Regions from separate parts of the Mus musculus genome. Here regions 2, 3, 4, 5, 6 and 7 are each linked to region 1. A link is a contact called in public Hi-C, HiChIP or PLAC-seq and promoter capture Hi-C data. All regions are on one chromosome and are shown on one strand. The core of a region is the stretch at or near the end of the contact, and the rest is flanking DNA. Distances in the headings are between cores, read along the strand shown.

Region 1 (2,700 bases), core at 189-2,688:
CCAAGTACTGAGATAACAAACGGGGACCACCAAAGGGGCTTTCGATTACGTTTCACCACCGGTGACCACCTCCCACCTTAGTCTCTCGAACATCGTGCTGCTCTTACTAGAAGTGGCATTTGCATTAGGGAGAACTCGGAATGTGTGTTAGAATCCAGAGGGCTCAGGACACACATCCGTGGTTTATAATCACACACTCACCGGGCACTAACACAAGCCCTCTATAAAGCTCACAAGGTTCCCAAAGCACAGAAGAGGAGGACAATGAGACCCAGAAAGAAAGATCAGGAGAGGGACTTGAGATAGGTCCAGCAGCCCACTCCCCTGTGCCACCCCTTTCTCTTCTTGGTCTTTTAGGCCCAATTGCTTCAAGTAGCACAGACACACGGGAGACAATGGGTAAGAAAGAGAGGGGGAAGGAGAGCACATAGCGAACCCATCTATCCTTTGGATATTGTGGAAAACAAACATTTAGAAAGTGAAGTCAATCCCATCCTGTATTCACCATGATCGCCCTATACAGAAATCACACAAAGTCTCTTATTGAGGTAATTATGGGCCACTGCCTTAGCGTTCCACAGAAAATCTTGTTTGGCCTACCCAGGATTTATAGGGGAAGTGAAATCATTAAATAACTAGTTAACCTCTGTTTGGCAAAAAGAGTAAGTAATTACTGAAAAGGGGAGAAAGAAAAAAAAAAAAAAAACCCTGCCTTTCACAAACAGCACAGATAGCATCCTGAAGGGATTTACACAATACACCAACGTTTGTTCTGTACCCAGAGTTGTTAAAATAATTGTGATGACAGGTGTCTAGGTACCACTTTCTTAATGGTTTTCAATATCCATTGATTTATTATTGTGGCTCCCCCCACTTACATCTCTAGCTCTAAGAAGGGGCTAAGAAAAGAGATTTTGCACCAAAGGCTGATTCTTTATTCCTGGGCTGAAAAGAACTAATAAAAATAATCACTCGGCTTTTAAGCAGAAAGCTTCCATTTACAGTATTTCACCCTTACCCCCCCTCCAAGCCCCTTGTTATCTAACATAATGGCTAGAATACATTTCCGTCTCTCCCCTTAATAACTTCATGCATTAACATCCTCTTCACACATGCGCGTGCGTGCGCGCGCGCGCGCGCGCACACACACACACACACACACAGAGGCAAACGCGCGCGCACCCAGCAAAAGGCGGAGGTGGGGGGGAAAGAGGCAGCAGAAATCTCAGCTGTACTTCTAGCCCTTTTAAAAAGTTTGCTCTGTAAATTGGAATGAGGTCAGATTTGGAGCTTCTCATTGCACGCGGAGATTATTATTGCATCGGGTTCCAAGCCAATGGGAAGGACGGGGGAGGGGCTTGGCACGAGGAAGCGTTAGTTACAGCGGCTGATTGGCTGTCTGAGAAAGGATAAAGAAGCGCGAGGCGGAATTGGGGTCTGCTCTAAGCTGCAGCCAGAGAAACAGAGTGAGGGGAAGAGGGCCGTCTCCCTCCCGGTTTCCAGTTCTTGCACGCTGTTTCTTAGAGAGTCTGCAGTGGGGGAACTCTGCCGGTAACCAGCTCCCCTTCTTGCAGGAGGGAGGGAGAAACATACATTTATTCATGCCGGTCTGTTGCATGCAAGCTTCTTGGCTTCCTACCTTGCAACAAAATAATTGCACCAACTCCTCAGCGCCGATTCCGCCCACAGAGAGTCCCGGAGCCAGAGTCGCTTTGGCTTTGCACTGCAGGAAAGGGACTTAGGCGCTAGAGACGATGTCGCTTTCCTGAGCTACCGCGAGCTCTCGTGAACTGCAATCGACTGCTTCAGGGAAAGGGGTGGGGGAAAGACTTGCCCCGGAGGCGGCGAGAAACTTGCGTTTGGAAGATACTCCGGCTACCAACGTTTGGAGAAACTCCTCGCCGCGGCCGACTCCAGCCTCGGTGCCCGCAGGGAGCACTTCAGCGGTGAGGGAGGACGGAGGGCCTCGGGGACTCTAGGTTGGCGGCGGGAGGCGGCCGCCCCTGGCCCGCGCGCCGCTCAGGGGACCCTGGTCTCCGCCCCGGGGAGCCCGCAGGGCCCGGCGACCGCGCCGCGAGCGTGTGAGCGCGCGTGGGCGCCCGGCAAGCCGGGGCCATGGTACAACAGACCAACAACGCGGAGAACACTGAGGCTCTGCTGGCCGGGGAGAGCTCGGACTCGGGCGCCGGCCTGGAGCTGGGCATCGCGTCCTCCCCGACGCCTGGCTCCACCGCGTCGACGGGCGGCAAGGCGGACGACCCCAGCTGGTGCAAGACGCCCAGTGGCCACATCAAGCGGCCCATGAACGCCTTTATGGTGTGGTCGCAGATCGAGCGGCGCAAGATCATGGAGCAGTCGCCCGACATGCACAACGCCGAGATCTCCAAGCGGCTAGGCAAACGCTGGAAGCTGCTCAAGGACAGCGACAAGATTCCGTTCATCCAGGAGGCGGAGCGGCTGCGCCTCAAGCACATGGCTGACTACCCTGACTACAAGTACCGGCCGCGAAAGAAGGTGAAGTCGGGCAACGCGGGCGCGGGATCGGCGGCCACAGCCAAGCCAGGGGAGAAGGGCGACAAGGTCGCGGGCAGCAGCGGCCACGCGGGAAGCAGCCACGCGGGGGGTGGCGCGGGCGGCAGCTCCAAGCCCGCGCCCAAGAAGAGCTGTGGCCCCAAGGTGGCGGGCAGCTCGGTCGGCAAG
Region 2 (2,700 bases), core at 75-2,574, 500 kb after region 1:
AGCCCATATTTTTGTGTTCTTGTAGTGGAAATCCTTTTTATTGTGCATTTTATATTTGCCATCATTGGACACAAACATCACTTTTAAAAAGTGTTCAAATGACATCCACTGACTCGTAATGTTAGAAAAATGGCTGCAGCATGTATACCATTTAAAATGATTTTTGGCATACTTGGAAGAGGGCTCTATTGCTGTGGTACTACCTCCCAATCACAAGTATCTGAGTTCATATAATAGATATCTACCTAAAAGTCAGGTTCCATAGTTGGAGCCTTTAATTCTAGTGTTGAATTGGGTAGACACATGCAGATCCGTGGAACACATTGGTTGGCCAGGCTTAAGGAGTCCATAAACTCAAGATTCAATAAGAAATCCTATCTCAAAAATAGGATGGAAGACACTCAAGGGAGACATCTGATGTTGGCCTTTAGCCTCATACACATGTACAGACATCTACACATACATGTATATACATCACACACAGAGACAGACAGAGAGACAGAGACAGAGAGAGACGGAAAGACAGAGAGAATATAAGTTTTCCTGGTATTTGTTACTACATTGGGAGACCACTTCTGATAAGAAGCCCAATTGATTGAACAGTTTTCCCCATTATTTGTTCAGTAACTCCATATCCTTAGGCTTCACATCACACTCTTTTTCTCCTGATAATGATTGCATGGTACAACCTATATTAAAAAAGGCCTTTACCAGTGTTTAATAATTAAGAAAGTCCCTGTATTTCACACAAGTTGTTTGTAATCAACTTAGGACCGAAACGGTGTATAACATTACTCATTTCTGGGATGATAAGAGACCTGTGAACACCTTGTGAAAGAGAGTACAGGGCAGACAGGAAGCATGCACTTGGTGTGAGAGCTTCCTAGTGGCTTTGTTAGGAGGGCCTTCGTATTCTTTTTATGTATTTATGTGTGATTATTTATTTGTGATTATGTATTATATGTGATTATTTTTCCTGATTCTTCCATTTCCACTTCCCTCCTGCATTACTGACATTTTTCCCTTTTATTTTTGACATTTTTATGCCAAGAAAATGGTGTTAACTAGGTATTAACTACACATAGCAGTATTCTCTGACTATATGAGTGGAGTAGCCTTTAAATAGTTCTTCATTTGGATCTAAAAATGAATATTTACTGAAAACTTTCTCTAGTTCATGTAATTTGTTAAAAGAATTGTAGGCACCTCAGATTTTGGCGAATGTGTGTTCTCTGATGAGGAAGTGACTGTCCCTCTCTGTGTCATTTCCTAGTTCTGAAACCTTGTTGACACCAAGCTCCTTTGTAAAGGAGTCAACAGAAAGGTCTTTGATAATGTCCCTGACTCATTATTAGTGGACATTGTATGTCTGGCTGGCACTTTTTCCCCTGTGTGGTAAAGTCAGCCTCATGTGGTGTTGCACAACCTTCCCTAACTCCTGTGCGTCAATGAGAATCAAAGGACTCCTTACAATGAAAAACAAAAGCTTGGCTTGGAGTCCCCAGATGAGCAATCCCTGAGCAAGACATGGGACTTAGATTCTACAGTCAATGCTCATCATCATTCTTTGTGCGAACTTGTCTTTTGTAAAAGTATTCTGAAATTTTTATTTTGTTTTTTTTTGGGGGGGGGTGCGGGGACAGATCTTGAAATTCTGTTATTCCTGATCTCACCACCCTTCTCTCCGCCCATTCCCACTCTTACAAGTCCCTCCACCCATTATCCCTGTAGCCTTCAGACAAGTGGAAGCTCCCCTTAGGGGGCCACACCACCCTGGAACCCCCAGTTGGCAGCATAGACACACATAGAAGCATAGAAGCACATCTTATACTTGAGGCTCAATGAGGTAGTCCAGTTAGGGGAAAGAAACCCAATAGCAGGCAGCTGAGCCAGAGACAGCATCTTCTCCAATTGTTAGTGGACCCACATGAGGACCAAGCTGCACATCTGCCACAAATATATAGGTGGCCTAGGTTTAGCCCTTGAATGATGCTCTTTGCTTGGCGGTTCAGTCTTGGTGAGCTTCACCCCCTAAGAAAATCTTTACTGTAGGGACTCTTTACCTATGGTTTCATTTCTCTCCGTGAGGGAACATTTGGAAACAGGTTGGATCAGGATAATTTTGTAGGGAAGGCACTGGGTAGTCAGGTAGAAATCCTATTCAGGCACTTAGCAGGAGGACCAATTGTTTCATCCATTATCTAATCTCTGAGGTGGAAATAACTATTTTCCTCACCGGAATGGTAATGTGTTAAAAAAAATTAAAAAGCCATGGTAGAGCATAGATTCCAATTCAGAAAAAAAGGTTCTACTGTTCCCTTGGTTTGTTTGAAAAGATTTATTTTTATTTGGTTTATATGTATGTGTTTGTATTTGACACTCTGTAGGTAGCTGTACAGATTAGAAGAGAGCGTGAAATTCCCTGGAGCTGGGATTATACAAAATAGTGCTGCACTCTGAGTGGTTGCTGGCAACCAAATTCAACTTCTCTTGAGCTTCTCTTACCCACCGAGCCATCTCTCCTCTCCCGTCAGCTTCTCTTGAGCTTCTCTTACCCACCGAGCCATCTCTCCTCTCCCATCAGCTTCTCTTGAGCTTCTCTTACCCACTGAGCCATCTCTCCTCTCCCGTGGGCTCCTATTCTTAGGGGCTGGAAGAGTTCATGTCTATTGCTTGTGAGAAGGTCAAAGTGATAGTGGG
Region 3 (2,700 bases), core at 128-2,627, 480 kb before region 1:
AGATGTTAGTTCCTATGTTTCAAATTATTTTTCAACCCTGAAAGCATCTGTGTCTCCTGTCACTGGTGATTTACTGCTTCTACGGCTTCAGGCATCCTGTGGAGAGGGGTTGCCTTGGGCTCAACACCAGGGTCTGGCTGTCCATCCCTGCTCATCTCCTGCTGCTCGGATCACTAGAGCTCACCTCTTCACGCTGCCATGGTCTTGATACGTACCCTACCCCTGAACCATTTTTTCCACGTCTGCCCAGCCTTCTCTATTATACTCATAAACCCTATTCATCCCCAGGCAAGTTTCAGATGTGTTCACTCGCTTTGGTAGGCCCAGAATTGTATGCAGGGCTCCCAGAGTCTGCACATTGGAACACAAGGCACCCAGCTTAATCACAATTTCAGGTTAGCATAAGTATAATTGCAGATGTTCCGTGTATTGCATTGTTCAGTAGTTGCACTAAAGCATGCATTTATTGTTCTTTCTGAAATGGATATCAAGCTGCACATCTTGTCTTCACTTGCCAGCATGCGTCCCACACGGGTTGCACATTTCATTTGGGCAGGTTGAGTCCAAACCGACAAAAGAACAACACTTAACATAATGGAGTAGAATAACACTGATTTTCAGGGCCTGGCTTATGCATCAAATTCACTTGCTGATCCTGCAAGGTCTTGGGTTCTGTTCCCAGCACTCACCCTGGGCAGTTACAACCATGTGAACTCCAGCCCCAGGCTCTCCACTGCTCTCTCTCTTCAGGTCTCCAAGGATACATGCAACCCCACCCCCAACATCTGTACATAGTTAGAGAGAGGGGGGGGAGGGAGGGAGGGAGGGAAGGAGGGAGGAAGGAAGGAAGGAAGGAAGGAAGGAAGGAAGGAAGGAAGGAAGGAAGGAAGGAAGGAAGGAGAAAAATTGATTTTCGGACCTTCCCTTCCTTCATTTCCTGCCAAGAGAACCAAGCGACAGATGTCAGACAAAGCCTATCAAGCGTTTACTCATGTTTTTTTAAGAAGAGAAAACAACTTGCTAAACTCGGACTCTCGCAGAATTTAGAAAAACATTAACCTGGAAGGTCTTTTTGAAAAGTTCCTTGAAATTATAAGGAGAAATTAAATTAGAATGTGCTGATATTATGTTTTCAAGAAAGGTGAATTTTAACCAGCTCCCCTAGGATAGTACACTTTGCTTCTCAAAAGTGTAGCTTGCCATAAAATAAAATTAATGACTTACTTTCAGCTGTTTATTTTATTGAGATGTGCTGAAAATCCCTGATACTGACCTGTCACAGGCATGCATTGGGGGAGTGAGGGCTCCTGCCTGCCAGTGCCGTTAGTGACCTGTCACAGGCGTGCTCTGGGGAAGTGAGAGCCTCCACTCTTGTGCTGCCGTTCTGAGACTGCTGGGAGTCCTGGAACTCGTGGTGTCTGGGTTGATACTCTTGTGGGAGGGACTCCCCAGGCCTGGTTCCTCTTTCTCAGAAAATTATTAAGTGACTGAAAGGCCCCATCTGTGGGCCATATTAAATGATTGCCACCTTTGAGGTTAGATTCTGCATTGCATGAAGCAATTGCCAGAATTCTGTCTAGAGATAATAGTGAATAGAAAATATTTCCATGGGCCAGTTGCCTAGTCCCTTTGGGGTTTGTTTTACAGTATTAAGAAGACATAATTATATGATGCCTTTATGGCACTTTTGAAAGTGTGCATGTTAGCACTCTTTTGGAGGGTGTAGGAGAAGTGAAAACAATCTCACTATATAGCCCAGCATGGCCTGGAGCTCCTGGCAATCCTGCCTTAGCTTCACAGGTACTGGGCTTACACTAGTCACAGCTCCCATTGTCTTCTCTTGAAATTGGAAAACTAGAGCTTCACCATCTGAGAAGAAAAGAAGTTCCAAGCTGCTGCTGGTGATGGTAAGAGTTTTCTGTGTCAATGTTTGATCTTTAAGGTATCTTTTAAGGCTTAAATGTATCTCTTCTTAAAAATATTTTTATTGAAAAAGTTTTCATGCAATATGCTTTGATCAAACCTCTAGATGTATCTTAAGTGCAAATATCATTACAAGAATTGTAAAGACTCAAGTTCTTTTGTATATAAGTGTGTTCCATTTTAATCATTGGAAAGTATTATAATCTAGTGATTTTGCAGGAAATAAAGTTCTATAATCTAATTTGGGCTTTTAAAGCTACTTATTTGTCTTTATTATTGTATTTGTCAATGTAATATAATATAAAATGAGAATTTTAAGTGAGGCAGCAGAGGTTTGGAGTCTGTGCTGCCCACCCTTTCTGCCCATTAGTAACTACAGTCTCCTTCTGTTTTCTGTTACCTCACATTCTCTTGCCCTGCAGGCTTGTTCTCTTTCCCTGTCCATAACTCAGATTCCTGTTTTATTAGTATTTCCCCACACAGTTGCTTAGATGGTCTGGCTTATTGCCTTCCTTTGTATTCCTGCTGGGGATGTCATTTGTGAGCCCTGCAGCACAGGGCATCGTAGCCTTGATTTCTGCTCTACTGGAGAGGGTACCACGGGCATTCAGCAGTACATGTGTCCGTTTTCACTGCTGAGAGCAGCCTGACAAGGCCATTGGATTTCATACGTCTGCTGTTCAGGAAAGAGTGGGTATTCTCATCCTGCTAAATTCTTACTCATCCTTCAAGACCCAGATTGATTCTACCTCTTTCTCCTCTTGCCTAGTACACATG
Region 4 (2,700 bases), core at 47-2,546, 420 kb before region 1:
GGGACTATGGTCTAGCACAACTCTGGAGTCCCAAGTCCTTTACCACATATTAGAAGGCCTTGTAGGATTTAAGTGCTCCCCAAAGGCTATTTCAACTATGTACTGTCCCACACAAAATATTATAGCCTTCAAGTGTCTGGACAACTTTCAGTCTAGCTTCAGTGGTCCCAGCGTCTCCTGGTGCCTGCCATACAGTAGTCCTAGAGGAGTTTGGAAAGCCCAGACAGACTGCATAGGTTTTCCCAGGCAGGCCAGCCAGTTGGCTGCTTTTTCCTGTGCCATTCTGGGAGCTGCAGCAAAGGTTCCTGTCTGCATCTGTGATAAACAGCTCTCCTAGAGCGGCCACAGACCTGGCTAGATTTGGCTTCAGTCCACAGTGCAATATTGTGCTTGGCAGCTGAAGCCATTATGGGAAAGGGGGGGGAAAAATCAAAGAACTCTCGCACCAAATTTCCTTTTGAGAAGGGCATTACTGATCAAAAAGTAGTGTTCAGAACTGATAATTGCTTAGATTAAATGACTGTGTCATTTTTTTTTATTCATCTTCTGGCTCAGCCCTTACCCCAGAATAGATGAATATTAGAATTCATTGAGACTTTTGGTTTTTTTAGCAATCACTCTAGAGAAATAAGTTTGTTTGCTTATTTGGTTCAGTGGGATCTTTTATTCTTGGTTTAAATATGTGCAAAAAAAAAAAGTCCCCTGTCCACAAGTCCTGTCTGTCTCCCCGTGTTGAATTTCATGTATTTTCACACTTGTCTGTCATCCAAAGGAAGCACAGAGACGAGGTCTGAACCAAGACTCTCATTTAAATTGCATGATGTGTGCATGTACGTGTGCACCCAGCTAATTACAGGTTGCAATAGAATGTGGTAGGATTTCAATTTCGCTTCATTATGTCTCAGACAGGGACATAACATTGAGAAGGAATTGCTAGGCTGGGGGAAGAGAAGCACATAGGTAGAAGTAAGTTTCTTTCAATGCAGACTTTTAAGGGGGATGGGATTTAGTTTGGGGTCTTGTTTTGTTTTGTTAGGTCAACAAAGACCTCTTTCGGTGGGAGTCCTATCAGATGGATAGCAGGACTTGCTTGTGCTTAAGAAGATCCATTGCCCCAGCAGAGAAGACTGAGAGTGCAGGTGTCTGGTCCTGCAAGTGGATTTTTCCCCCTACTGCCCAGATGCTTGGCTAACAAAGCAGAGGCTCTCCAGCTCTGGTCTCAGGGTCTCCCGGAGCTAAGCCTAGAAGCAAGGGAAAGGAAGGATAGCAGGAGAGAATAATTGCTATTCAGTCTTCTTTAATGAGATGTATGGCCCGCTGCTGAAAGATTGTGGCTGTGTCTTTTGTTATGCTAATTAGACACCATTAGAGCTTGGCAGTCTTTGATTTCTGCTTAATCCTCTCTGCTTCCTCGGCCTCAGTCCTGACTGGCAAATGGTTGGCAGATAGTGGGCTGTGTCTCACCACACTTGTTATTTATCACTCCTGTGTACACTGACTTCTCTGGTAGAGAGGTGGATAATAAAAGATTTATTTTACCAAAGCCGGTATGTGTTTTGGGCATTCTTTTTTTTTGGCTTAAAGTTTTTTGTTTTTTGTTTAAGTTTGGAAATGAGCATCCCCCTCTCTGCCTTTTTTAAGTTCCTCTGCTATTGCTGTTTCTGTGGCCACTTTTTCAGTCATAAAGAATATGTGACAGTTTGGATCATCTTTCTCCTAGTCCCAGGATGTCCCAAAAATCCCAGTGTAAAATCTCAAATTGATTACACCCTAAAATGTTAGGGAAGCTGTAATTTGGAGGGGGTTGGAGAGACGCAGGAATAATTTAATGGCCCAAACAACAATCGAGCCTGTCTTTACAATTTGCAGATACAGCTGCCTTCTTATCTAAGACTTACCTGAATGGCCCTCTTCTGAATAGTACAAGGGGTGGTGTGACCTGTGAGAGTCTCTGACAGCATCACAGTGATCTAGAGTACCCATGTGCAGGAAAAACTCAGGGTAAACTACAGATTTTTTTTTTAATTTCCTGCTAGCCATATTTTTTAAAATGTGCTCAAGTCCCCGTTCCGTGTGTGTGTGTGTGTGTGTGTGTGTGTGTGTGTGTTCCTAAATTCATGAATATAGCCTGCTTGATCTATATAATGTTACTTGTGTGCATATATTTTCAGGGCTAACCATTCAGTATTGGACAACCCATCCCTTCCTGTTCAGCTCATGAGACTTCATGGGTGTAGCTTATGACACTTCTAGGGAACAGAGTCTCTCAGAAAACTGCCCGTTCTGGCTCCTACAACCTTCCTGTCCCCTCTTCTCCAATGATCCTGAATCTTAGGTGTAGAAGTCGTGCTATAGATATCAGTTGGGACTAGCCTCCACAACTCTACATACCAATTGGGGGTGGTTTTCCATGGTTTTCCCTCTGTTGCAAAGAGACGCTTCCTTGGTAGGGATGAGAACTACACTTGTCCAGATAGACCTGGAGGAGGGTCCCCAGTACCACCTTTTAAAAGTGAAAAGAAACTGGTACACTTAGACTTAATCTTATATATAAGTCAGTTTACCAAAAGTGGTGTTTTAACAAGAAAACAGTCTAAGCCAGGCGTAGTAGTAGTGGCGCACACCTTTAATCCCAGCACTCAGGAGGCAGAGGCAGGCAGATTTCTGAGTTCGAGGCCAGCCTGGTCTACAAAGTGAGTT
Region 5 (2,700 bases), core at 181-2,680, 500 kb before region 1:
CATTATCCCTTGTCATCATTCCCTTAGTAACACAATATGACCACTACTTACCAAGGACTTACATTGCATTGGGTATTGTAAGTAAACAAGAGAAGATTCCTTTTAAAGTATACCAAAGGACCTGGGTAGGCTAAATAGGCTCAATGCAATTGCCACCACCTTTTGTATAATGTACTTGAGCATCTGTACTTCTTTGTATCTTTGGGAGTCTTGCAACCAATTCGTCAATAGTGCTGGAAGACAGATGCTGGAGATTATTCACGTGGTTAGGGAATTAGCTGGTACTTCTGTAAGAGAAAACACTGTAATAAAAAAAAAACTGTAAACTATAAAGGAGTTAGATTCTTCTTTCCTCCTACCTCCATCTCTGGCTTCTAGGTAACATCCATCCCTCCCCCTGTCCCAGCCGAAACCTGGTGGCTTGTGTATTCCCATGAGGTGACAGTAGAAATTCTATAGGTGGAAGGACACTGGATATGGTTGAGGGCAAGCAGATTCCAGTCAGCATCTAAACATAGTTGCTATTTTTGTTAAGCAAGTAGAACACTGTCAGTAACGTGGCTTTGCCCTCCTGAGAAGAGTTTAAAAGTGTCTCTTTGGGAAAGCTGGCCAGCCCAGTACTAAGAAACACTGTCTATAGACGTTCTAGAGGTAAGCCATCTAGGCAGATCCCTGCATAGAGAACTTCACAGCAAGCTCGAGTGTGGTCTTGGAAGTGCCAGTCGCCGTTTTCTGTCCCTTACTTTTGAGCATGAATACCATTTGTGGACTGTCAGACATCTCAGAAAAGTTAATAGCTGATAAGAAGCAAAAAACTAGTGTCAACAGCCCAGAGTGGTTAGGAAGAGAAAACAAACAGGACTCTGAGTGGAGGAAACAACGCTAGGAACTACCATCAATATTAAACTCATGACACAAGATGCAGGCACCATTTGAATAATACTCTAGAAGATAATGGGGAACTCTTGAAAATACAAACATGGTAACAAAAGAGGAAAATACCATGGAGTTGAGACAAAGTAGAGAAAATGTACCTAGAAAATAGAATAAAATGAAATTAGGTAGAAAATATTGTTAGAATATTCAACATTCAAATAACAGGCATTCTAAACAGACTGAAGATAAAAATAATGAAATAATTCAAAAGTACTTCCAATGACTGAAAGTGGCCACCACAGGCCTGAATCATGAATCTATTACAGACTTAAACCATGGTAAGGGAGAAGAACCAGCTCATGTTGAAAGGCTCAGGGATCAGAGTGGCTCAGACTTCTGGACAGCACCCAAAGACATTCAATGACCAATGCTTAAGAAAAATGCTTCCCAGTCTATGACTCTGTGCACTTATCAGAAAGCTTTTAAAGACAGCCTGGGCATCATCAAATAAGAGAGTGGGTGAAGGAAGAGGACACAGGAGAAAGGAAGCATATGGCTTAGCACAGATAAGAGGTGAACAGACCTCCAGTATGCTAAAGGAGACAGCTGTGTGCCAGACCTTAAGAGCAGAAAGATCAAATAAAACCAACCAGAGAGCTTTAAAAGAATCTTCTTCCCGAGATGAAAAGGGAAGGGCTGGGGTTATAGTGTGCTTGCCCAGCATGTCCCAGGTCTAGGACACCATATCCAGCTCCAACTCCATCCAAAAAAAAAAAAAAATGTATTTCACAAATCTAACATTATATTGCCGTCTAAATCACGAAAAGAAAACCACGGTCTGTTAGCATTGTTCTGAAAATCTTCAGTTAAATATTGCCAAGTCAAAGTCAAAGCATATTACAAAGATTGGACATCGTGACCTGGTGGAACTGGTCCCGGCCATGCAAAGCTGGATTAATAGTTGTAATTTAATGATTGTGATGCAAGCAGCAGTGGAAAAAAATACAGGAAGAATTGTGATCATCTCAATGACAAAAGGCATCGGACAAGTTCATGGATTCTTCTTGATTAACAAGAGCTACTTCGAACTACCAGCAATTTATGAGTTCAAATAGAATCCTCAATATAATGAAGGCTACTTATAAAAAAAAAAACAACAACAAAACCCACCAAAGGGTGGGGGGGGAGGGCAAGTCTTGTAACAGAAAAAAAAACTAAGCCTTTCCCTCAATATCTGCTGCATGACAAAGATGGCTACTTCTGTCATTTTCTATGTCACTGAAAATGCTAATGAATGATCAGACAAGAAAAGTAAAGACATAAGACAGAAAGAAAGTTTTTGTTTAAAGATGATGTGCCCTCTGTGTGAAATGCAGTTATAAATCCACAAAGTGAATACACTCAAGCTGCTAACCCACCGCAGTGCCATATGAAAATACTGACCAAGCTGGAAACAAAAAAATCAGGAAAAGTCTCTTTTTATAACAATATCAGAGATAGTCAAGAATAAAGTTAGACAATGAAGTGAAAGATGTTGGTAGAACAAACCTACTTAAAACTTCAATAGAAGAAACTGAAGAAGATATAAGAATCCAAAGTTCATGAGCCAAAATAATTAATATTATTAAAATGACAATATTCTCCAAAGATTGAAAACTATCAGACACAAATTCAGCACAACCCTTGTTAAACCCCTCATGGTATTCTTTACAAAAATGGAAAAACTCATTAAATAATTTATGTGGAATCACGAAGACCCTGAATAGCCAAAGCAATTCTGAGAAAGAGAGAGGCACCACATAGTCTGTTTTAAAATTGTATTAT
Region 6 (2,700 bases), core at 32-2,531, 410 kb after region 1:
GTGTGTGCACACAGTGGGTATATACATTTAGGAGGAGCATGGTGTGTGCACACAGTGGGCAAGCACATATAGGAAAAGCATGACTGCACAGGGTGCAATATTGTGCATGGTTCACTATCACCTGGAATATTTGTGCTTATCTCATGCTGATAAGGGGTTCTGTAGCAACCAAAATTCATTGAATTTGCCTGGATGTGCAGTGCCACTGTGAACTGCAGTGGCTGAAGCTACAGAGGAGTAGCTGGTGCAGTAAATCAGACTCTGGGGTGGGCATATCCTAGGGCACCACGAGGAGCTGTCTGAAAGGCAGAGGGTGGCCTCCGGGTGCCAGTCAGGTGTGGTGAGACACATTCCATTGGTGCATTGGAAAGGACAGGCTGATCACAGCAGGGCCTGTCACAGTCTGCTGAAGCAGGACCTGTAACCCAAGTAGCAGGAGGAACTTTTATTCAGCCTGTGGAGTGATGCTGTGAAGGAATTGAAACCCTTCAAGAGCAGAGCTAAAAACAGTGGGGGGAGAGGAAGTGTAATTTGCTGTCTTCCAGTTTCCTTCAGATCCCGCCTGCTGCTGACCTGTTAACCATCTCAGAGCCTGGGCCCCACATAGACTGGGCATCCCCACAAATCAAGGCAAGCTTTGATTTCATTAAAATTGTATGCCCTTTTCCCTTCTGCTAATCCAACTCTTGGGCCTTAAAAACAAGCTGCTTTTTTTTCTTTAAGTTTTGAATAATTCTAGTGTTTACACAACCAAAATTTAGTATAAAATTTTAAATTCCTGAAACACAAAATGTAGCTCAGGATCCTTTCCTAGTGGCCTGAGAGTACAAATCAAACACACACTCAAAGGTAAGGCAAAGAAGCTTCCAGAAAGCGGAAATACTTCTGTCAAGTAGGCACCTAGTATCAAAGTGGGTCAAAATAGCTCAATGTGTGGACGGGCATAGCTGAATCTTTGCTTACACACTTTCCCCTAGCCCTTTCTACATAACACTTTCAAGAAACTCCTCTGAGAGATCATGCCATCTTCCAGCAAAAGGTGGTGAGTGGACTTCAGTAGGCACTGATGGGAAAGAATCCAGTGCTAAGGGTGTGGGTAGACCTCATGCAGACCCAGGTCCGCCCAGTCACTCGATAACCCTGAACTTGGCTGCCTCACTCTTTGCTGAGGTCCCTCAGGTGGCCTCATTGTTTTTATTACCATGGTAGAAAGAGTATGTGAAGCCTTGCCTGGCTGGCAGTCTCGTTGCCATGGAAACCTCCATTCCACACACCTGATTCACACATCACGCTCCGCTAAATCCAGACAGAGGTCACAGACTGGCATTTGCCCTTTGTCTCCCCTTCTTGTGTTTTCCAGGCACTGAATGGATAGAAAGAGATGGGCAGTCAGCAGCCTTGCAAGAAAGCTTTGCTGTGAAGAAGTTTGTGAATTCCAGAAAAAAAAAAAAAAAAAAGACTGGTAGCTGTGAAGGGCAAAACGGGGGGGGGGGGGGGGGGAGGGGCGGGGGGGTTTGCTGGGGAAGACTGTGTACATCGAAGCTTCTCCTTGCAGGCAGCCTCTGTCCTGGGTTGCATCTGAAAGTGATTTTCTGGGTTCCCGGGTGAGCGTGGAAATGAGTCTAGCAGATTCCGGAGCTTTGGCTCCTTGGGGGGTTTTCTGTCCCATTTCACTGAGTTGCCTGATAACCTCAGCGCCAGGGTGTGTGCGTCAGGATTGCAATGTGGGCTGAGGCGCACATTAGCCACAGCTGTCTATTAAGAACCAAACGATCTGATGATCCGTCTCAGAGCCTGGTTTTTCTTTGTGTCATCTATAATATTTTAGAAGGCAGACGCCATCTGTAGGATGTTCTTTTTCAGGAAAGTTACTGTGTTTGAAGAAGGCTTCCAGTTTTCCTGGGATGGTGATTATTAGTTTTTGCTTGTGTTACTCATTTGATAGATTTAGAGAAAAAGAGATGATAAAAAAATCAGATCATGAGCCTTTCTCTGTGAGAATTTCTTCTTTGTGCTTTGATTCGTAATCTTTTGATTCTTATTTGTTTAGGTAGCACAGGGCATTGAACATACTAGGCAAATGTTCAATTACTCAACCATATCCCCAGTCCTTGATTTTTTTGTTCCTAAGGTTAGATTTTAAAGACAACTTTAAAGAGAATCAAAAAGGGCATTCACAGGACATGACATCAGTCGCCACACACTGGGGTTCAGGTATCATGTGTGATTTATGGGGTATCTCAGCAGAGTCATAGCAGGGGTCTCTGCGTGTGTTCATCTCTGCTGACTTACTTCCCTTTCCTCTCATTGATTAATGCCCCTCCATTTTGGTCAGCCTCTGTTGACAAAGTACCCTCTAGCTTCAGCAGTACGCCGGACCTGGGTTTCAAATATCACTTCCCTATATCCTTGAGCACACTACTTTTATTTTATTAAATTTGGTTTATTAGTGTGTGTAGGAAAATATTGCTGTGACAGTAATCATAAACTTTAGTGTCAGTGTAGTGCTGCTCTGTATCCAGGATGAATCCTGTTATGCTAGATTATTCCAGAAACAGCATTTGCCTGAAGGAATACTCTCACCATCCAAATAATTGCCATTTTCCTGATTTTGCTTATGTGGGGATATGTGCAGCTTAGTAGGTGGATGGTGGGCTGAGAGAAGAAATATTCAAAAGTAGAGTGCATATATACTTTCTC
Region 7 (2,700 bases), core at 195-2,694, 470 kb after region 1:
AAAAAAATCTGATCAGTTCTATCACAGCACACTCAATGTGTTATCATTGTGAAATCAATGCATAAATTTTGCATTCAGAGAAATGTACAAATCTTACAATTTAGTGGCGTTCTCATATGTATGCATTTTTTTTTTCACAATTTGAGATGTAAAATCATTTCCATTGTCCTTGAAAGGCCTCCTTTCCTTTCTGTTCAGTTCACTGACCTTCATCTCCCAGAGCTAACTTGCTCTGATTGGCAAGTCAAGTAGCCTGCTCTCAAAGTTCAGATGCATGGAGTCGCTCAGAGTGCTCTTGCTGTAGCATCTTTTGCTAGATAGATTTCTATGTGTTAGAGATCTTTTTTCCTCCCATCACTGGGAAGTGCTCAGTTGAGTCAATAGGCCTTGTCTTTTCTTCTAAATGCAGAAAAGCCATATTTGTTTGTCCCACATAAACTGTAAAGAAAAGTTTAAAAATTTAAAAGTATGAAATATAAGACAATAAAAACACACCTCACATGCAAGCTCTGTGTGTTTTATGGACAGTTTGAGGCAATCATTTCAACTGCAGGCCCATTTACAGGCTTCCAGGTTATTTCTTCTCCTGACTGCTCACATAAATGTTCCCATGAACTGAATCACCATAAAGACACAGCCCATCTATGTCTTCCTCTGTCTCTCTCCAACATCCAGCCCTTTGCTTGGTCTAGTGGTATAGCTTGTATATTGAATGCGCCAAGTATCTGCCTTTTGTCTTGGGTATGGATGTGCCTAGTGAAAAGTTTGTTGTTTGTTTGTTTATTTGTTTTTCCTGTGCTATGGAAACAAAACACATGCTTTGCTTTAGCGAAAAAGTTTGCAGTTCCCGTTTTGTCATAAGGCTTTTGTTTAATACATGAGCTGACTTATCCCAATTTCCTGTTTATATAGAATAGGATCACGAAGAAAATGCACATCATCAGAAACTTACAAAGGATTTCTGTTTTATACATTTAATAACATTGTTAAAATTTACTGACTTTTCATTGAGAAAAACAACTTCGAGTGACGATAATATCCACATGTTCACACACTCACTCTTACATCATTGTCTTTGGGTAGACAAGTCTGTAACTCAGTGTGTGGAAGACAAGCACCATTTATTTTCATGGTGGCTAAAGAGGCGATATCTGTTTTATACAATTAAAAGGCCTTGGATTTGTGTATAATTTTCATTACTCTTGGGATTTCTGTGTTGAACCAAAGGTCATTATTCTAATCATCTCAGACTGTCTTTCCCCCCCTAATAGATCTTTGCAAAGCCCATCTGTCTGCAGCTTGTGGTATAACCTTTCTTGATAGGGGCAGGATGGCAGATGGACAGCAGATGGGAGTTTTGCCCTGTTTTGTGGTTCAGAGCTTGGCCCAGGCATGAGCTGTCAGGGACTGTCAGTTTGTCCTCTCAGCTTGTGGGCTTCGTCACTGCATTTGGCATTTAAGCTGCAGCCTGAATTAATGCGGAGCTGGGCCAGTTATTAGCCATTGTGAGTAGTTAATGGTGATGGCTATCCATTTATGTGGAGGCACCTAGTGAGTCTATAAAAAGAACTTGGTGGGAAATGTTCTTGCCACTTCATTGTGTGCTGGATCTTCAGGACCCCAGAGTCAGCTGTTTGCCAACATCATAGCCGCATAATTAGGGAAATACCACAGTCATATGGGTACTTTCCTTTTCCTCCAGGGTAATTCATTTTCTCCAGAGTTTTGTACGTAGAATCATGTGGGAAAGCAAAAGAGAAGTGTGGCCAGACAGTGGTAGGATGTGTGTTCTTGTTTAACTTTTTGGACATTTTCATATTCTGGAATTCTTCAATGCATTGCACAATGAAATGGACTATTGATAATATCCTGGCTATAGCAAATGTAATTGCTACATGACCACAGCATTACAAGGTAGTTCCTCAGATAGTTAGTATTTCTTGAAGGGGAAAGAGTGTCTGTCAAAAATATTATTTCGCTTTTCCTGCACACTTTTAAAATTTATTTATTTTATATGTGCACTTCAATTTTCTGCTTGGCAGGTGACACTTTATCGTAGATAGAATCCAGATTGAAGCAAACAGATGCACCTGGAGAATCTCTGTAATGGAGGCTAAGCGCTGGCAGTGACCGTGAATAAAAGACAATCAGCGGTCAGGATTGAAGCTGGGGGTTTTGTTATTTTGATTGGTTCATTTTCTTTCTCTCTGAGTTTTGGCACATTTATATTTGATACTTGGTGGCGCTCCACCTCAGTTTTGACTAAGAACTAAGGACGTTTATGTAAGCAATATGTAACTACAAATGTCTAAAACAATATCCCTAAAAGGTTGAATCCCGGCAATGCCCGTCACCGCCCACTTACCATGCCATTGAATTCAGCTCAAGTACTGAGCTTTGGTATGGCATCGAATTTTTGCTGTTTCAACATGTAGCTTTTCTTAGTTCTGAGGGGGTCGGGATGCTTTTTTTCAATAAGAAACTAATTACAGTGCTCCAAATGATATGAGTAGCACTGGACCATTGTGTTCAAATGCATTATATTTGCATTTCATTGCATAGATTATAAACATATATTTTAGATAGAATCTCTCTACATAAAATTTAAAGATAATATATATGATAAATATATATCATAATGTAATATGTGATAAATGTTTGATATATATATATATATATATATATATATATATATATATG

The links. Promoter capture Hi-C pulls out the DNA fragments that hold promoters and counts their contacts. Hi-C and Micro-C count contacts between places; a contact is called where the count stands out from the background. HiChIP or PLAC-seq counts read pairs in DNA pulled down with a chosen protein or histone mark.
Region 2: a Hi-C map of muscle stem cells shows a contact between it and region 1, with 2.6 times the contacts expected there. The contact joins the enhancer-like site here to the promoter of Sox4 in region 1. A contact is called at or near these places in 4 of 39 promoter capture datasets (the 3T3-L1 cell line, cranial neural crest and liver), 1 of 15 datasets of contacts at CTCF or cohesin (pro-B cells), 1 of 484 Hi-C or Micro-C datasets (muscle stem cells), 21 of 115 datasets of contacts at active chromatin or transcription factors (the NIH/3T3 cell line, the SCID.adh cell line, T-cell acute lymphoblastic leukemia and 17 more) and 2 of 9 other capture datasets (adipose tissue and macrophages).
Region 3: a contact with region 1 is called in an H3K4me3 HiChIP or PLAC-seq map of embryonic limb bud, with 3 times the contacts expected there. The contact joins the enhancer-like site here to the promoter of Sox4 in region 1. A contact is called at or near these places in 9 of 39 promoter capture datasets (the 3T3-L1 cell line, the HPC-7 cell line, HPC-7-derived erythroid cells and 5 more), 1 of 15 datasets of contacts at CTCF or cohesin (pro-B cells), 4 of 484 Hi-C or Micro-C datasets (brain, granulosa cells, neural progenitor cells and 1 more), 19 of 115 datasets of contacts at active chromatin or transcription factors (the 230-238 cell line, T-cell acute lymphoblastic leukemia, bone marrow-derived dendritic cells and 14 more) and 1 of 9 other capture datasets (adipose tissue).
Region 4: a contact with region 1 is called in an H3K4me3 HiChIP or PLAC-seq map of embryonic forebrain, with 6 times the contacts expected there. The contact joins the enhancer-like site here to the promoter of Sox4 in region 1. A contact is called at or near these places in 4 of 39 promoter capture datasets (the 3T3-L1 cell line, 3T3-L1-derived adipocytes and liver), 2 of 15 datasets of contacts at CTCF or cohesin (large pre-B cells and pro-B cells), 21 of 484 Hi-C or Micro-C datasets (the HL-1 cell line, Sertoli cells, brain and 13 more), 24 of 115 datasets of contacts at active chromatin or transcription factors (the 230-238 cell line, the SCID.adh cell line, astrocytes and 17 more) and 1 of 9 other capture datasets (pancreatic islet).
Region 5: a promoter capture Hi-C map of the HPC-7 cell line shows a contact between it and region 1, with 4 times the contacts expected there. The contact joins the enhancer-like site here to the promoter of Sox4 in region 1. A contact is called at or near these places in 2 of 39 promoter capture datasets (the HPC-7 cell line and liver), 1 of 15 datasets of contacts at CTCF or cohesin (the NIH/3T3 cell line), 3 of 484 Hi-C or Micro-C datasets (cerebral cortex and uterus), 10 of 115 datasets of contacts at active chromatin or transcription factors (acute myeloid leukemia, craniofacial prominence, embryonic basal ganglia and 7 more) and 1 of 9 other capture datasets (adipose tissue).
Region 6: a contact with region 1 is called in a FOXA1 HiChIP or PLAC-seq map of pancreatic cancer cells. The contact joins the enhancer-like site here to the promoter of Sox4 in region 1. A contact is called at or near these places in 19 of 39 promoter capture datasets (the 3T3-L1 cell line, 3T3-L1-derived adipocytes, the C10 cell line and 13 more), 1 of 15 datasets of contacts at CTCF or cohesin (large pre-B cells), 55 of 484 Hi-C or Micro-C datasets (the 3T3-L1 cell line, 3T3-L1-derived adipocytes, the AML12 cell line and 32 more), 30 of 115 datasets of contacts at active chromatin or transcription factors (the 230-238 cell line, the NIH/3T3 cell line, the SCID.adh cell line and 23 more) and 4 of 9 other capture datasets (adipose tissue, embryonic stem cells, macrophages and 1 more).
Region 7: a Hi-C map of cerebellum shows a contact between it and region 1, with 2.1 times the contacts expected there. The contact joins the enhancer-like site here to the promoter of Sox4 in region 1. A contact is called at or near these places in 2 of 39 promoter capture datasets (3T3-L1-derived adipocytes and liver), 3 of 484 Hi-C or Micro-C datasets (cerebellar granule neurons, cerebellum and granulosa cells), 18 of 115 datasets of contacts at active chromatin or transcription factors (the SCID.adh cell line, astrocytes, bone marrow-derived macrophages and 14 more) and 3 of 9 other capture datasets (adipose tissue, embryonic stem cells and macrophages).

Annotation. Positions count from the first base shown.
Region 1 is chr13:28,952,437-28,955,136 of GRCm38.p6, reverse strand. Sox4 (SRY (sex determining region Y)-box 4) reads left to right here and starts at 1,438. Exons shown (of 1, transcript NM_009238.3): 1 at 1,438-2,700. The coding sequence starts at 2,116. The region is part of intron 1 of Gm46405 (a long non-coding RNA gene); the gene reads left to right.
Region 2 is chr13:28,456,300-28,458,999 of GRCm38.p6, reverse strand. No RefSeq gene overlaps it. Among named protein-coding and RNA genes, the nearest start is that of Gm40841, 36 kb to the right of the region's middle. Within about 2 kb of position 1,324, at least 27 of the 459 cell types and tissues checked have an H3K27ac peak or open chromatin away from gene starts, as enhancers often do. A contact at or near this core is called in muscle stem cells and pancreatic cancer cells, where this site is marked.
Region 3 is chr13:29,429,813-29,432,512 of GRCm38.p6, reverse strand. All of the region lies in intron 13 of Cdkal1 (CDK5 regulatory subunit associated protein 1-like 1), which reads left to right. Among named protein-coding and RNA genes, the nearest start is that of A330102I10Rik, 410 kb to the right of the region's middle. Within about 2 kb of position 1,377, at least 49 of the 459 cell types and tissues checked have an H3K27ac peak or open chromatin away from gene starts, as enhancers often do. A contact at or near this core is called in the 230-238 cell line, the HPC-7 cell line, bone marrow-derived dendritic cells and 3 more, where this site is marked.
Region 4 is chr13:29,369,732-29,372,431 of GRCm38.p6, reverse strand. The region is part of intron 13 of Cdkal1 (CDK5 regulatory subunit associated protein 1-like 1); the gene reads left to right. Among named protein-coding and RNA genes, the nearest start is that of A330102I10Rik, 350 kb to the right of the region's middle. Within about 2 kb of position 1,296, at least 68 of the 459 cell types and tissues checked have an H3K27ac peak or open chromatin away from gene starts, as enhancers often do. A contact at or near this core is called in brain, cerebral cortex, cortical neurons and 9 more, where this site is marked.
Region 5 is chr13:29,457,286-29,459,985 of GRCm38.p6, reverse strand. The region is part of intron 12 of Cdkal1 (CDK5 regulatory subunit associated protein 1-like 1); the gene reads left to right. Among named protein-coding and RNA genes, the nearest start is that of Cdkal1, 400 kb to the left of the region's middle. Within about 2 kb of position 1,430, at least 10 of the 459 cell types and tissues checked have an H3K27ac peak or open chromatin away from gene starts, as enhancers often do. A contact at or near this core is called in the HPC-7 cell line, where this site is marked.
Region 6 is chr13:28,543,187-28,545,886 of GRCm38.p6, reverse strand. All of the region lies in intron 7 of 2610307P16Rik (RIKEN cDNA 2610307P16 gene), which reads left to right. Among named protein-coding and RNA genes, the nearest start is that of Gm40841, 120 kb to the right of the region's middle. Within about 2 kb of position 1,281, at least 77 of the 459 cell types and tissues checked have an H3K27ac peak or open chromatin away from gene starts, as enhancers often do. A contact at or near this core is called in the AML12 cell line, astrocytes, brain and 10 more, where this site is marked.
Region 7 is chr13:28,480,180-28,482,879 of GRCm38.p6, reverse strand. The region is part of intron 7 of 2610307P16Rik (RIKEN cDNA 2610307P16 gene); the gene reads left to right. Among named protein-coding and RNA genes, the nearest start is that of Gm40841, 60 kb to the right of the region's middle. Within about 2 kb of position 1,444, at least 11 of the 459 cell types and tissues checked have an H3K27ac peak or open chromatin away from gene starts, as enhancers often do. A contact at or near this core is called in cerebellum, where this site is marked.